Linked DNA regions of Mus musculus: region 2 is linked to region 1. The links are chromatin contacts, called in public ChIA-PET maps. All regions are on one chromosome and are shown on one strand. The core of a region is the stretch at or near the end of the contact, and the rest is flanking DNA. Distances in the headings are between cores, read along the strand shown. Region 1 holds the start of Reep3 (receptor accessory protein 3). Region 2 overlaps Jmjd1c (jumonji domain containing 1C).

Region 1 (7,020 bases), core at 1,994-4,493:
TGGGGCGAGTCACAGTGGTAGAACTGATATTTAAATTCAGACCAGCTGGTTCGAGTTTTGATTTGTGTACAATGCTATAACACAGAAGCTACGAAAAGTTAGGGAAAGATGTGTTTGTGTGTGGGCTTTCCTCAATCTGTGAGCAGTGCCTTCAGAATATGAGGTACGGGCAGTGTATATGAATTTAGTATTATGAGGTATGCTCACGTTACCATTCCTTAAAATTTGCTCACCTGGAGAACTAGTTCAGAGGTTAATAGCACTTACTTCTGCCAAGGACCCAGGTTTTGGTTCCAGGATTCAAATGGCAGCTCACAACTGCTTGTATCTCCTGTTTCATGGGATCTGACATTACATTCTGACCTCTTAGGGTTTCTGCAGAAGCGTGGTACACATACATATACTCAGGCACACCCAGGTACAGGCAGACACCCCCCCCCCCCCCACGCTCACACACGGAATCCATTAAAAACCACTCATTTATTGGTCTTGTGAGCTTTAAGTAAGTTGATGTTGTGACAATCAATTGAAGATGAGGAGACGCTGCTTGCTTGTCAAGCCTAAGTCCCTATGCTCACCCAATCCCGTGGTGGAAGGAACAAACTGACTCCCACAGGTTGTCCTCTGTCACATTACCCCAAGGCCACCCAAAACGATAAATTAAAAAAAAAAAAGGCAACTTAAGCTCAGGTGGGCTCAGTACAGTCAGAGGGGCTACACAGCTACTAAGTGGAGTCTGAGTCTGAGTCTAATGTATCATTCTTGTCCTCAGAGTTATGCTTCAAGGTCTGCAAAGAATTGCTCCTTAATCTTGGGAGTTCAGGTTTAGATAGGGTCCCTTGTCCTTGATGGTACCTCCAAAGGCTCGGGCTGAGGAAACTGTCTGACCTTGTTTAGGCCCAGCTGGGCATTTCAGTAGGTGAAGAAGGAGATACACAAACAAATTCTATTTCACAGTGCGGAGCAAGTATCTAGGTTTGTGTAGCTATTAGGACAGCTTTTACATTTAGAGATAACCCAAGCGCAGATGGAAACACACACACAGATGTTCCTCGACAAATGTGCTGGACCCGAAGTTCACGAAACACATTTCTTGACTCCTGATTAATACATGTTTTAATGACCTTTAAAAAAAAAAGTCACATTTGCATGCTTCCCCTTCACCCCAGACCTTCAACTCCACAGGCTGACCGAGCAGGAGCGCATCCTTCCTTCAGTACTGGACTCAGTGTTTCTGGGATTATAAAAGTCTTCATAAAACAATGGCCTCTCTTTCTCTTCCTGCTTTTCTGGCTCTCACTCTGTAATCTACCCCAGCTCTGGTTTACACCAGTCCACCTATCAGAAATCTTTTCCTTCTTCCTCTTTGGCGGTCTAGATCGGGTTCATTCCTCAAGGTCTATTATGAACGTAATCTCTTTTGCCTTCTTTGATGACGCTCCAACCACAGATAATTTCTTCCTTGTCTAACACTGGGTATTACACCAGGTATAACCCTCATAAGACCTGACATTCTGACCTGTACAGTAGATATCTGTGGATGTGAAATGTGTGTCCCATTAAGATCTCCTACGTGGTACTGACCTTTGTATTGGAGGTAGCGTAGCACTAAACATACTTCCTTTCACCAATTAAAAAAATAAAAATCTTATTTGATGAATGCAAACTCAAGGTGTTCCATAATTTTCCATCATTGAAAATGGTCTAAGAGATCAAAAGACAAACCCAGTTTTTTTAATGGGGCATTTAATTTGAGGGGCTAGGCCAAAATAGTGGAGGGACTTCTGGTAGGTTAAGAAAGTATGCCTGGATTATGTGGAAACCCGAAGACTGCCTTGGAAGAGGCAAAACATAATTTGAAGGCACCCGTGGCATAACTTTATTTATTTGTGGCTTTAAGATGAATACAAGAAGTTCAGAGGCTTTAAAGGACATTTTATGAAAGAGCAAATTTTGAATGCATTGCAAACTAGGTTACCTAGCTCACTTCCAAACGAAATAAAAGCAAGTTAAAAAAAAATTAGCTCCTTCTCCGTAGTGAAAATAATAATGCCCAAGTAATGTCATTTTCTCCCTTCAAATTATAAGCTAATCAGCGAGGCCTGTTAACCTCATATAAACATTTCATTAAGGTACTCAGATGACACTACTGCTACATGAATAATGAATTCCCGCCCCCAGGCTTTACCTAATTTATGGCCCTTTATTTGGTGACTTTGCTTTAGAGCGCACAGGGTAAGGTGAAAGATGGGAAGAGAACCGGTTTAACTTGTATTCAAATACCTTTGCAGATTAAACAACACATCTCAACTTTTCCCCCCTCCTCTCCCCATCCGCAGCTCTCGTTTGTATCACAATCAGTGAACTGAGGAGATGACCCGAACAAAGGGGACTGGCACCTGCGCCTTCTCCATTGCAAACATTTCTTCCCACCCACGGCCCTCCACGGTCAGCGTTTGCCCGACCTTTCTAGCGCAGGCTCTTTCCCAGGTCACCTCGGGACCCCTGAGCAAGACTCTGCAGCCCGGGCTCTGACACCGATCTCTCCTCCTCCTACACGTGACCAAGCGGCGTGCGCCGCGGACAGACACCGCAACGCGGTAGACCTGGTGACAAAGGCTCGGGCGCATCCGGAGTCCCGCCGGCCTCCCGCGCTCAGCGTCGGCGGAGCCTGCGCAGGGCGGTGCCGCGCAGCGCGGGCCGCGGGAGCGGGAGCCGCAGCCGGGAGCGCGCCGCGGAGCCGAGCAGAGCCCGCCGCGCGCAGCGCCGGGCAGCGGAGGAGCCGAGGAGCGGAGCAGCGCCTGCCGCGTAGCCGAGGAGCGGAGGGGAGGCCGAGGAGAAGCCGAGCAGAGCCCGCCGCGCGCCGGGGAGCGGCTCCACGGAGCAGAGCCCACCGCCTGCCAGTCCGTTCGCCCGCGCCCTGCTGCTCCCAACGCCGCCGCCGCCCCGGAGCCCCGCAGCGACTGGGACACGGGTGAGCAGGCCGCGGCCCGTGAGCTTGGCTCCGGCAACCGGGCCCCAAGCGTCTTCCCCGCCCGTACTTACACCACGGCTCGGGAGATCATCCAGGACACCATCTTTTCGGCCGATGGGCCGCTGACCGCAGGCCGCGCGCTCCCCGCTCGCGCTCCCCGGGGCCGCGCTGGCGCCCTCGGGAGCCGGCCCGGTGTGTGCGCGCGGTGCCCGGAGCCGCCCGGAGCCCGGTCCCCCGCCCGTCCGCCCCCGCCCGCGGCCCCGCCGGCCCTGCCGGCCCCGCCCCTGCGCTCCGCTGATAGGCGGCGGCTCCGGGACCCCGCGGGCGCTGCGCTCCACCGAGCTGCGCGGTCACCTCGCTTCCCCGGGCCGGGGGACTCCGGGCGGGCGGTGAGAGCGCGTGGGAGCCGAGGCCGGGGGCGGGGGAAGCCGGGATTGTGAAGTGTCTGGCTAGGTGCGGCTCCGGTGCTCACCGAGGCTCGGCAGCCAGGGCCTACCACAGGCCTGGGTTGGCACGGCGAGGCTCGTGGTGCAATGCAGGGGCCAAGGGAGAGCGTCGGGGGTCACGTTTGGAGTGATGGGTTTGCAGGGATGGCGAGGCTGTTCTGGGCCCCTTGGGGCACCTTTTCCATCAGCGTCAGCCAACTCCTGTCTGTCTTGCCTGCCCCACAGCCTAAAACGTGGACCCAGGATTTCCGACCCGTGGTGCTGTTTACAAGTGTCCTTATTTTTTTTTTCCGTCACGCGCGCGCGCGTGTGTGTTACCTCTTAACACTGTCCAAAATTTTAAGCTGACCTTTTAAGTTACTGTAGGTGTTTTTTTTTCTTGGTCCCCTGGTGGAAGCAATAGTAAAAGTTCTCTAAGCTAGAAAGAATAATGTCTGTAATGTGGTGTTTGGAGCCTTTAATTAAAGTCCTAGAAAATATGATGGCTCATTTTGGGACGTACTGTAATTTAATCTTTTTGTTCCCCAGTTTCCCCATAATAAAAAGAGGCTAATAATACTCTTGCTTACCTCCTGCTTTTCAAGGATGATGTAAGGTATTGCTAATTAATGTGTTTAGGAAGGAGTCGGATTTGCCTGGGATGGTATCAAGGGACAGGGATAGGTTACCATGAGTGCCTTGTAGTTCATGAGGCCTATAAATTAAGAAGAATTTTGGCCATGAAAGAAAGCAGCAGGGGAGGGATGGTGGTGAGCTCTTGTGATCCCAGCACTGTGGAGGAGGTGGAGGCCTGCGGGGTTTCCTTCCACAGAACCAGGAAGAGAAGTCCTCCGCTGCTTTCTGCTCTTCCGTTCCTTTTTTTTTTTTTTTTTTTGCTTATTTACATTAAGAATGTGTGTTTTTATTTCAGGGGCTGCGGTGATTGCGTTTGTCCTGGTTTATTTAGTTTGACCATTGTTCAGCGTTACTGGGGAGATGTGCTTGCCCTCTAAGCAGCAGTTTTTCTGGCACATACCTTCCTTGTCCTTTCATGTCCTTCCATGGGCAGAGCGGTCTTGTAATGTCTTTATTTACAGCCTTTCGTTCCTCATCCTTAACATATCTTTCCCCTCCTCTCTTTCCTGAGCTAAGGTGTGTTTTCGTGCCCTTGACTGAATTGCATCTTTTTCTTGGATGCTTTATTTCCCATTCTCTACCTTTCTGACCTCTTAAATCCCCCCCCCCCAATTCCCTGCCCCCCACCCTCCCTCATAATTTATCCCTTAAGTTTCTGGACTCCTTTCACCCCTCCGCATTTAGTCTCTTCTGCCTGTTTTGCAGAGGTGATGGCTCTTGTTATTGTTTGCAGGACACAGCCCCCTTGTTCCTATTTCAAAAAGCCACGGGTTGTAAACCACCTACCTACCCTGGGTTGCTACAGTGTTGTTGAGTCATCCTGCCGCCCCAGACAGCCCTGGAGTGTTGATTCTCCTTGGTACCATGGAAACGGAGGTTTAGAGAACTTAACTCTGTAGCCAGTGATCCCCATGGTTCATAGGTAATGGAGCTGAACTCCAGTACTTTTGAGTCATACCTGAGTTGGGTGTGAGTTGGTTAGTCCAGGGGGAAAATTAAAAATTAGCAAGCTGCTTTTCTTCGTTGTTGTGACTGGCATTAACCACTAGCAAGCAGGTGGGGATGGGTCTGGGGATGCTGCACTCTGTGCTGTGTGGGGGACATCCTGAACAAAGACTGTTCCTGTGTCCTTCCTGGTTTAGGAAGATCATGCTTGTCATTCCTGTGATATTTGTCATCGTCAGAGCCTGAAATTTCCACTTTATAAAGTCACAGTTTTAACCGTGACTGAAGTTTCTTGTCTCTGTCTCTGCACACTCCTGTTGTGTAAACGAGAAGGGAAGGTTGTGTTCACCACTTGATTAGACGTTTTTGATAGTTGTGTCACATGGAGTCCTCAGCAGGTTTGCAAGGCAGTCACGTCCAGTTCCTAATCATTTTGTCCCAGCATCCATATGCTGACGGGCCTTTGTGTAACTTATTTTTATTTCCCCTTTCCACTTTACTGGTTTATCTAGATAGATGGATTTGTTTGGAGTTGCCTGTACAAGGGGGTTGCTCGGTGCGTCTCATTATGGCAGCGTGTTAACCGGAGGGCCACTCGGAAACTGATACGGCTGAGAACTATTGACCTACATAAGAGTCGGTCAATCCTAGGAGGAGCCTCTTGTGGAAAGCGCCCAGCTTTTAGAGGTGGCTGCTTGCTGTTTGTTACTGGACCTCAGATACTTGAGATCTGCTAATTGATGGCTATTAGATATATGCTTCAGTGTGTAAGATGATGCTATAGCCTTATGTGAGAAAAGGGAATACGGTATCTTCTGCTCAGCAGTGTGTGTGTGTGTGTGTGTGTGTGTGTGTGTGTGTGTGCACGCACGCGCACACAGTTGCCTGTGCTCCTTGCACCAAATGAAGGCCAGAGGGTGTCAGGCATATCCTATCCTCTGCTGCTCTGCCTTATTCCTTGGAGGTAGGGTTACTCTGACCTTGGAGAATTCATGTTTTCAGCTAGGCTGGTACCCTGCAAACCCAACTAACTCTCCCGACTCTGCCCCTCACCCCACACACTGGGGTTATTATAAGAACAGGGGCTGGAGAGATGGCTCAGCAGTTAAGAGCACTGACTGTTCTTCCAAAGGTCCTGAATTCAAATCCCAGCCACCACATGGTGGTTCATAACCATCTGTAATGAGATCTGACACCCTCTTCTGGACTGTCTGAAGACAGCTACAGTGTACTTACATATAATAAATAAATCTTTAAAAAAAAAAAAGAACATGGATAACCAAGTCCAGCTTATGGGGCTGGGCAGTGATGTGGGTGGGGTGGGGTTGCTGGGGTTGGAACTCTGGCCTTCATGGTTGAGCAGCAATCACCTTTAACCACTGAGCCTACTCGAGTAGCTTTTATAATGTGGCCTTACTTGGCATGCTTCCTCTCATTCCACATAGAAGCTAGGGAAATATTTAAAGCTTTGTTTGTTTATACATTTCATCAGTGTTTGTATGCTGTGTGTGCAGTGCATCCTTCATGGTGCTGTGCCAGGACCACTGTGGATATTGAGCTCAGCCTTGGTGGGAAGCAGTGTAGGTAGGCTGGAGGACGTTTTCTCTGGAGACCTCTTGCTCTTCCTCGTAATGAGATGAATGGTGAGTCACTGCTAGTTTTGTTTTGAATGACTATGTTAATGGGTGGTGATCAAATGTAAAGGGCTTTAGGACTCATTTAAAAGTCTCACTCTCGCTACCACTTCCTCCTCTAGTTGTCCTAGGAGATAGTGGAATGTACAGCTTTTTGCATGTTAAAGGAGCTCGCTTATTAGCAAATCAATAGAGAGTAGGAAAGTACCTGAGGCAGCGAAAGAGAGCCGCCCCAGGTGTAGAGCAGAATTACAGGGTAAGGAGATAGTATCACAAGTCTTGTAATTATTAATGAGTATGCTAATGAGACTGAATACTGGGTCACCTTCCCATTTCTAATAGGGAAGTATTTTTAAATAATTGAAAAGACTTTCATCTGTAAGAAGGCTAAAATTACCAAATTACC
Region 2 (7,020 bases), core at 2,185-4,684, 47 kb after region 1:
GATATGTTATAATTGTTTTCATAATTAATATAAAATGGGAAAATTACCATTGTGCTTTATAAATAATATAGTTTAATTAATTATATCTTCTGTTGCAGTCAAACCATCACTGCTGTTTTTCATATTCTGTATACTTGAAAAAGTTAGGGCCTTGCTTGAGAGCAGTATATGTAGAAAGAATTTTTTATTATGTTTATAATTATTGATAGGTTGGTATTTTAATGTATTCATATGCTAATGAAGTTATTACCTTGTCAAAAATTTACTTTTATTTGATTGATTGTTTTGCTTTCATGTATGTTTGTGCACCTGTTGAGACCAGCAGAGGGATTGGAAACCCTGGGGCTGGAGTGCTAGATGATTGTGAGCTGCCATGTAGGTGCTGGGAACCTGGGTCCTCTGCAGAGCAATAAATGCTGACCCATCCCCACACTGCCTTTTCCTTAGTGAGATCGTATGTGAGAAAAGCATTTGCTTTGTCTTCATGTATTATAAAAAATTTAACAGATGTTCATGGTATTTAGATATTCAGTGCCTGTGAGTTTCTATTTGTGGATTAATCTAAACCGGTAGAGTAAATATAAAAACCTATGTCTATATCCAGTTAGAGCCTTGTATTTTTTTTTTAATTGTGCTATAAAAACTTGTATCTGATGTAAGTTTTACCTTCTGACTAGTTTTTCTTTAATACTAGTTAGGTTATATGTTGATGTATTAACATTTCCTTAATATTCTTGGAGAGTTTAGAGCTACTTCAGTTACAGATTGAGTTTTGGATGTATTTAATAAAAACTCTTAAGTAGCAGTAGCTAAACAGGAGAGAATTTTTGTTGTTATAAGTGGAGAAGTAGGTGATCCATTCTTTGGCTATGACAGTATTATTCTTGTGGTTTGTCCTTCATAGTGACAACATAGCTTGTTTAAAAAAAGGACAGAAGCTTCATATTGTATTATTTTGTTGCTAGTTAAGGAGTACTTTATTGGCTACCCTACCTCATCTCCTGATTTACATCATGTTATCTTCTCTATCTTCCAAGATACTGGGAAACGTGGGTATCAGGCACTTTCTGCTACTTACAGAAACTGTTGGTATGAAAAGCAGGAATAGATGGGTATAGGATTGACAACTTGGAGTTCACACCCTGGAGCCCACCCTGCTTGTGGATATTTCTCATACCCTTGTTGGACGCATGTTTTCCATATCTGTAACTCTTCTGAAACCAAAAGCTAGATATGCTGTGTTTTCAATTAAATCCCCAGGTTCAGTTACCTGCATCAGTCTTGCAGCTCACAACTGTCTGTAACTTCATGACCAAGTGGTCTTAACTTCTGAGCCACTCTCCAGCCCAAGCTTTTACCTTTGCATTTTCTTGTCTATTTATTCTTTTTTGTTGTTGTTGTTGTTGCAAACAGTCACTTGTTAATTTAAATGGCTTACTAACTGTCCTAGAGTTCTTTGTCATAGGGCCATCATTCCGTTTTAATGATAAAAATATTGAAGGCTGGGGAGATGGCTCAGATGGTTAGGTAAAAGTCTGAGGACCTGAGTTTGATCCCTGTAACCATAATAAAGGTGGAAGGAAAGAACAATTTCAGAGATTTGTCCTCCTTCCTCTACACTTGCTCTGGCATGCACTCAGCACCCCCAATCCCCGTAAGTCTAGAGATACGCACACACACAGTCACGCACACACATGCATACACATCAAAAATTTTAAAATTGGTATTGGATTAAATTTAGTACCTCATACATTTTAAGTATGTGTTTAAGCAATGACCTTTATCTTCCTGGTCCCCTGTAAAAGTGGTTCATTAGGGTTTTTAAATGTTCACTTTTAATTTGTATTCTTATATAAAAGACATTTTAAATCTTCATAATTTATTCTCATAATATGTTTATCAAATTTGACAGCAGCATATTTAGCTAATATATAGGGAATAATTTGAAAAGTATGTGACCTTTAAATTTTGGCTTTAATGTAACATCTTTTCCAGAAGAGCTGTAAGCCAGGCATGGTAGAGTACACCTTTCTTTAATTCCCGCATTCAGGAGGCAGTCAGGTGGATCTTTGTGTTCCAGGTCAGCCTGGTCTATGTAGAGGGTTCCAGGATAGCTAGAGGTCCACAATAGAGACCTGCCCCCAAACAAAACACCCAGGAAAAGAGCCTGGCAAAGTGATACTTGCCTTCAAATCTCAGCAAGCACTAAGTTAGAGGAAGGTGGTTCTTTGAGACTTGGAGGCCAAACTGGTCTACCATTGTGCTTCAGGCCAGTCAAGATTACATAGTGAAACCCTGTCTTTAAAAAACAAAAACAAAAACAAAATAACCAAAAACAAAACCCCAAAACAAGTGGATGCTTATAATTCTAGTACTCAGGCACAGAGGCAGGAAAATGAGGAGTTCACCGTCAGCCCACTGTGGCCATCTAGTAACACCATGTCTTAAAGCATACAACCCCCCCCCCCAACCACTTACACATACTTGCAATAATTTTTTTTAAAGATTTATTTATTATTATATCTAAGTACACTGTAGCTATCTTCAGACTCACCAGAAGAGGGCATCAGATCTCATTATGGGTGGTTGTGAGCCACCATGTGGATGCTGGGATTTGAACTCAGGACCTTTGGAAGAGCAGTCAGTGCTCTTACCTGCTGAGCCATCTCGCCAGCCCGCAATAATTTTTTAATACTTTAGTAACTTGTGTTTAAATATTGTTTAAGTAACTAGTCAGATTGCCCGAGCAGTCACATTAAGATTATTAGTGTTCATGTGCTTGTAAGCTTATTTGTACCATGTACTTCCAAGAGTGATTATAGCTCAGAAAAGGGTGCCAGCTCCCCTGAAACCCGAGGTACAGGGGGCTGTAAGCCACCTGGTGTGAAGAGCACTTGAGGGAGCTCCCTCGTCAGCATTGCTGTCAGTCTCTATCATCACAGAAACATCCCATAACAAGTGTACTTTTACCAGTAAGTCCTGCTTTCTAGAAATGTAACGGCTGTGAATGAGCTGTGTGCACTGAATTAAGCAACCTGTGAACTAACATGTTTTCAGATTCCTAAAAGTGACTGTTTGTTGTTAAAATTGTCTTAACTTTTTATTAGGATTAAGTTTTTATTATACTTTCTCTAATATAAAAGAAAAAAAACAATTTTTTTCAACCTTTGGAAAGGTAGAGTTTTATAAATATATGTTGTAAACATAGTAAACATAAGTTTAAATACAAATAGAAATTCAGAAGTGTTATTTAAATGTGTGATTTCTCAGATAAGAAAGCTGTAGACTTTGCTGTAATTTATTACAAAGCTAAGTTATGTTCTGTTACTTATGTAAAATAGTGGTCTTTGTTTAGCTTCTTAAAGTGCTAGGAGAATTGTGTAGTTCCATTGATTGCTTCCATGCAGTGGAAATCTGACCTTTAGCAGATGTTTGAGATGTTGCCAGCACAGCATGGTCAACCAGCTAGACAGTTTCCCCTTGTTTTTTGACAGGCCTTTAATAGTTTAGTAACATGCCAAATTCTTTTCATTATATCTGAAACTTTGTAACTTATTAACAACATACTATAAGATATTGATTAAATAGCCTTCCTGTCATAGATTACAGCCACTAACTTAAGAAGAAACCATTTTTAAAAATCTTAAAAATATTGTTGAGTGAATAATATTTTGAGTTGTCAGTTTGGACTGAAATTGTTAAGGTTACATGCATATGTCGCATTTATCTTGCCAGAAGTAGAAATTATTTCAGGGATGTCATGTTTTAGTGGTAGTTTTAGGCACTTTCATTAGTTGACACTTTTAAAAATAGTGACTTTTTAATAAGGATTGTTTGTTTGTTTGTTTGTTTGTTTCCACAGAGCAGATATTCTGTCTAGAACTTGAATCCACATTAAAACTTGTTCCCTGAAAGAAAGCCGGTTTTTTTTTTTAGGCCAAGTAATAGGTTCAGCTGTGTAGTTGTGTAGTTCAGCTAGAACACTGTAAGCTCTGTTTTCTTAACTCCATCCACTGAGTGCACAGGAAGGGAGAGGAGGAGAGCCTTAATGTTTGAGAACTAAGTCATGAATGGACAGGCCCAGCACTTGCCAGACTGCATCTTTTCCTGCAGGTGTTGGTTTTCCATAGGACGTTTCAGTTGCTTTTCATTGTGTTAGAAATGGTACAAAAGATTTTATTTAAGCAACATTTGAGGAATAGTCTTGTATGTTTTGCAGTATGGATTTGTAGCCATTTTTGTGTTCAGGCTTATATACTGTAGGGAATTAATATTAGCAGTGTTGGTATACCTGTGCATATACCACCTTTCAACAGTAAAAACTTAAAGGCCTAATCAATACCAGGAATTATAAGAGTATGCTAACTAAAATAGAAAAGATGAAATACATATAATACAGTTTCACTAAATACCATGGACCAAAATACTGATTACATATTACTTACAAGGGAATGTGAGTTCTCTGAGTTGTTTTAAAATAAGTGTGGTAATAATTATCCCATTCTTTCATACTAGTGTTTATGAGCATTACCTATAATATTTTAGTAAGTGAGGGCTATGCGATTTAGGAAATGAATAGGTTTAATCCCTAATACAACAGCACAAACAAAAAGTAGATAATGATACCAAAATTTATAAGTCAAGTAGTTGCTTTTCAATAGAATTTAGCAGAGAGGCTAGTGTGTTGTTTTTTTTTTTTTTTTTTTTTTTTTTTTTTTTTTTTTTTTTTTTTTTTTTTTGAGATAGGGTTTCCCTGTGTAGTCTTGGATTTCCTGGAAACTTGCTCTGTAGACCAGGCTGGCCTCAAACTCAGAGATTCTCCTGACTCTGCCTCCTGAGTGCTGGGATGAAAGGAGTTTGCCACCAGGGCCCAGCCTAGTTTTCTCAAGGTTTTCATTATCTACCAGAGGCTATTATTTTTGTGTGTGTGTTTTCACCCCCCACCCCCAGTTTTGTTGATATGAAGTTATTCCTTAAGAAAATTTATTTTGAAATAGGTGGTATTTCTAGTTGTTTGCTTAACTGTCTGACCATCTGATTGCAAGTATTCCTGATGTTGCGGTCATTCTTTTTGTTCTACTTGGGGTTGCTTACATTTTTACTGATTTTGTTGTTGTTTGTTTTTTTTTTCATTGTAATTTAAAACAGCCATAATAGTAAAATATGTACATAGGAAATTTTGTAGATTCAATTTAATGATATATACCTGATGGATAATACCTGTACCAATAAACTCATTTTGGAAAACATACAGGTTCTGAAATGGGTCTATTTCTTACTTTAATTTGCTGTGATCTGCCCGTGGTAGGAGGACACTACAGCACGAGTGAGGCTGGCAGCCTGGGGTGGCAAAGCATGTGGATAACATTTTACCACACACAGGAAACAGCAGGCCAGCTTGTTGGAAAGTCTCCGAAGTCTACCTTTTGAGTAGTGCTGTGGCTGTCCCAGCAAGGTCCAGTTCCTAAAGGTTCTGTCTCCATCGCAAACAGCAGCACTCCTAGGCACCCAGGACTCAAGCCTGTGAACCTGTAGGGAACTTTTTATATTCAAAGCACACATGGAGTTTTCTGAGTACTCAGTTTTATATATAATTACACTGCTATACTGTCATCTATATTTGTGTTTAGAATCTGGGATTTTAGAGGCCAGAATTCCCAAATCTGGCAGGAAATTATATGCTTCCTGAAGGCTATAGTGGAGAATCTTTTCTGGCTTTTATGAATATATGACCCAGTCTATTATTCTGTTATATTTGTTTTATAATAAGCTAGCTAGTGTTACATCTATGGTAGTGGCATTAAAAGGTAGGGCACTACTGAGAAACGTGAACTAAATGTCACCTTAGTGTGCAAGTACAATAAATTAAAAACGTTGTTTAATCAACATTTGGTTTTGAGTACAAATGAGAACCAATCCAAAGGTGGAAAGATTAGTTTGGCTTATGATTTTAGAGGTAGGTGACAGCCCAAGTTTGTTTGGTTCTGCTGTTTGATATCAGAAGTGAGTTAGAATTGTCCATGGAGCCTGTGGCCCAGGTTTCTCCCTTCATGGCAACCATGCAGTGCAAAATAGCCAGATGGGGCTAGGGCCAGCTAAAACTTTTGAAGGCAAACCCCAAGTTTCCTACTTCCTCCAGTTATGCTCTGCCTCCTGCAGTTCCACCAGCTCCCTGAAGTCTACTCAGATTTTTAATCCATCAGTGTCTTAAACCACTGATTAGTTCAGAGCCCCTATGTTTTTAGTTGTTGCAAGAAATGTCCTGGCGTACATATGTTCAGAAAGAGTCACGTTTTCTGCACCTGGGCATCATCTCTCAGTCCATCTTGTTTATGGTCTAGATTCCCCATTCATAGTGTACTAAGTATACTAGAAATAGCTCTTAAAATGTTTTTCTTAAACTTACTGTTTGCATCCACATACTTGCATATACCACTTGTGAATGTGGAGGGCAGAAGGACAACTGAAAAGGTTCTTTCCCTCTACAATGTAGCTATTTGGGGATGGAATTTAGATAGCCAGGCTGTGCAGCAATCACCTTTACATGATGAGCCAGGTCACTAACTCAGAGATTATCTTGCTATGTAGCACTGGCTGCTCTGGACTTAATATGAATCCCACAATGACCCTGAACTTTCAGGGACAATAGATGGGTTCCACTTCACCCAGCTGGAAATAGTCTTTGTAACACTAAAAGAATATGGGAAAGGAGGTTATAATGGGAAAGACTTTTTTTTTTAATTGTTTGAAGTTACATTAACACTTGCATGTTCATTGTGAATAAACAGCTTAAGCTCTGTTGAGAATCATATGTCAGGGGAATAGCATTACTTACCCATATTTTGACCATCTGCTTTATGTAAGATTATTGAATTAACAGAATAAGGATTGTCATGTGAAGATGATTTCTTTAAAGGACTGAATATAGACAAAGAGTCATGGAAGAACAAGACCTTGTCCTAGGTCCTAAACTAGCAGGAAGGCAATTGAAGGAACACTGTTATGAAAACCCAGTTGGGC

Evidence for each region. ChIA-PET counts read pairs in DNA pulled down with a chosen protein or histone mark.
Region 2: an RNA polymerase II ChIA-PET map of neural stem cells shows a contact between it and region 1, with 5 read pairs. The contact joins the enhancer-like site here to the promoter of Reep3 in region 1. A contact is called at or near these places in 4 of 484 Hi-C or Micro-C datasets (embryonic fibroblasts, olfactory sensory neurons, short-term hematopoietic stem cells and 1 more), 11 of 115 datasets of contacts at active chromatin or transcription factors (CD8 T cells, the SCID.adh cell line, bone marrow-derived macrophages and 6 more) and 1 of 9 other capture datasets (adipose tissue).

What each region holds. Positions count from the first base shown.
Region 1 is chr10:67,093,745-67,100,764 of GRCm38.p6, forward strand. It overlaps Reep3 (receptor accessory protein 3), which reads right to left and starts at 3,244. Exons shown (of 8, transcript NM_178606.5): 1 at 3,046-3,244. The coding sequence starts at 3,077. It also overlaps a transcript of Jmjd1c not described here.
Region 2 is chr10:67,140,432-67,147,451 of GRCm38.p6, forward strand. All of the region lies in intron 1 of Jmjd1c (jumonji domain containing 1C), which reads left to right. Among named protein-coding and RNA genes, the nearest start is that of Jmjd1c, 17 kb to the left of the region's middle. Within about 2 kb of position 3,435, at least 19 of the 459 cell types and tissues checked have an H3K27ac peak or open chromatin away from gene starts, as enhancers often do. A contact at or near this core is called in neural progenitor cells and neural stem cells, where this site is marked.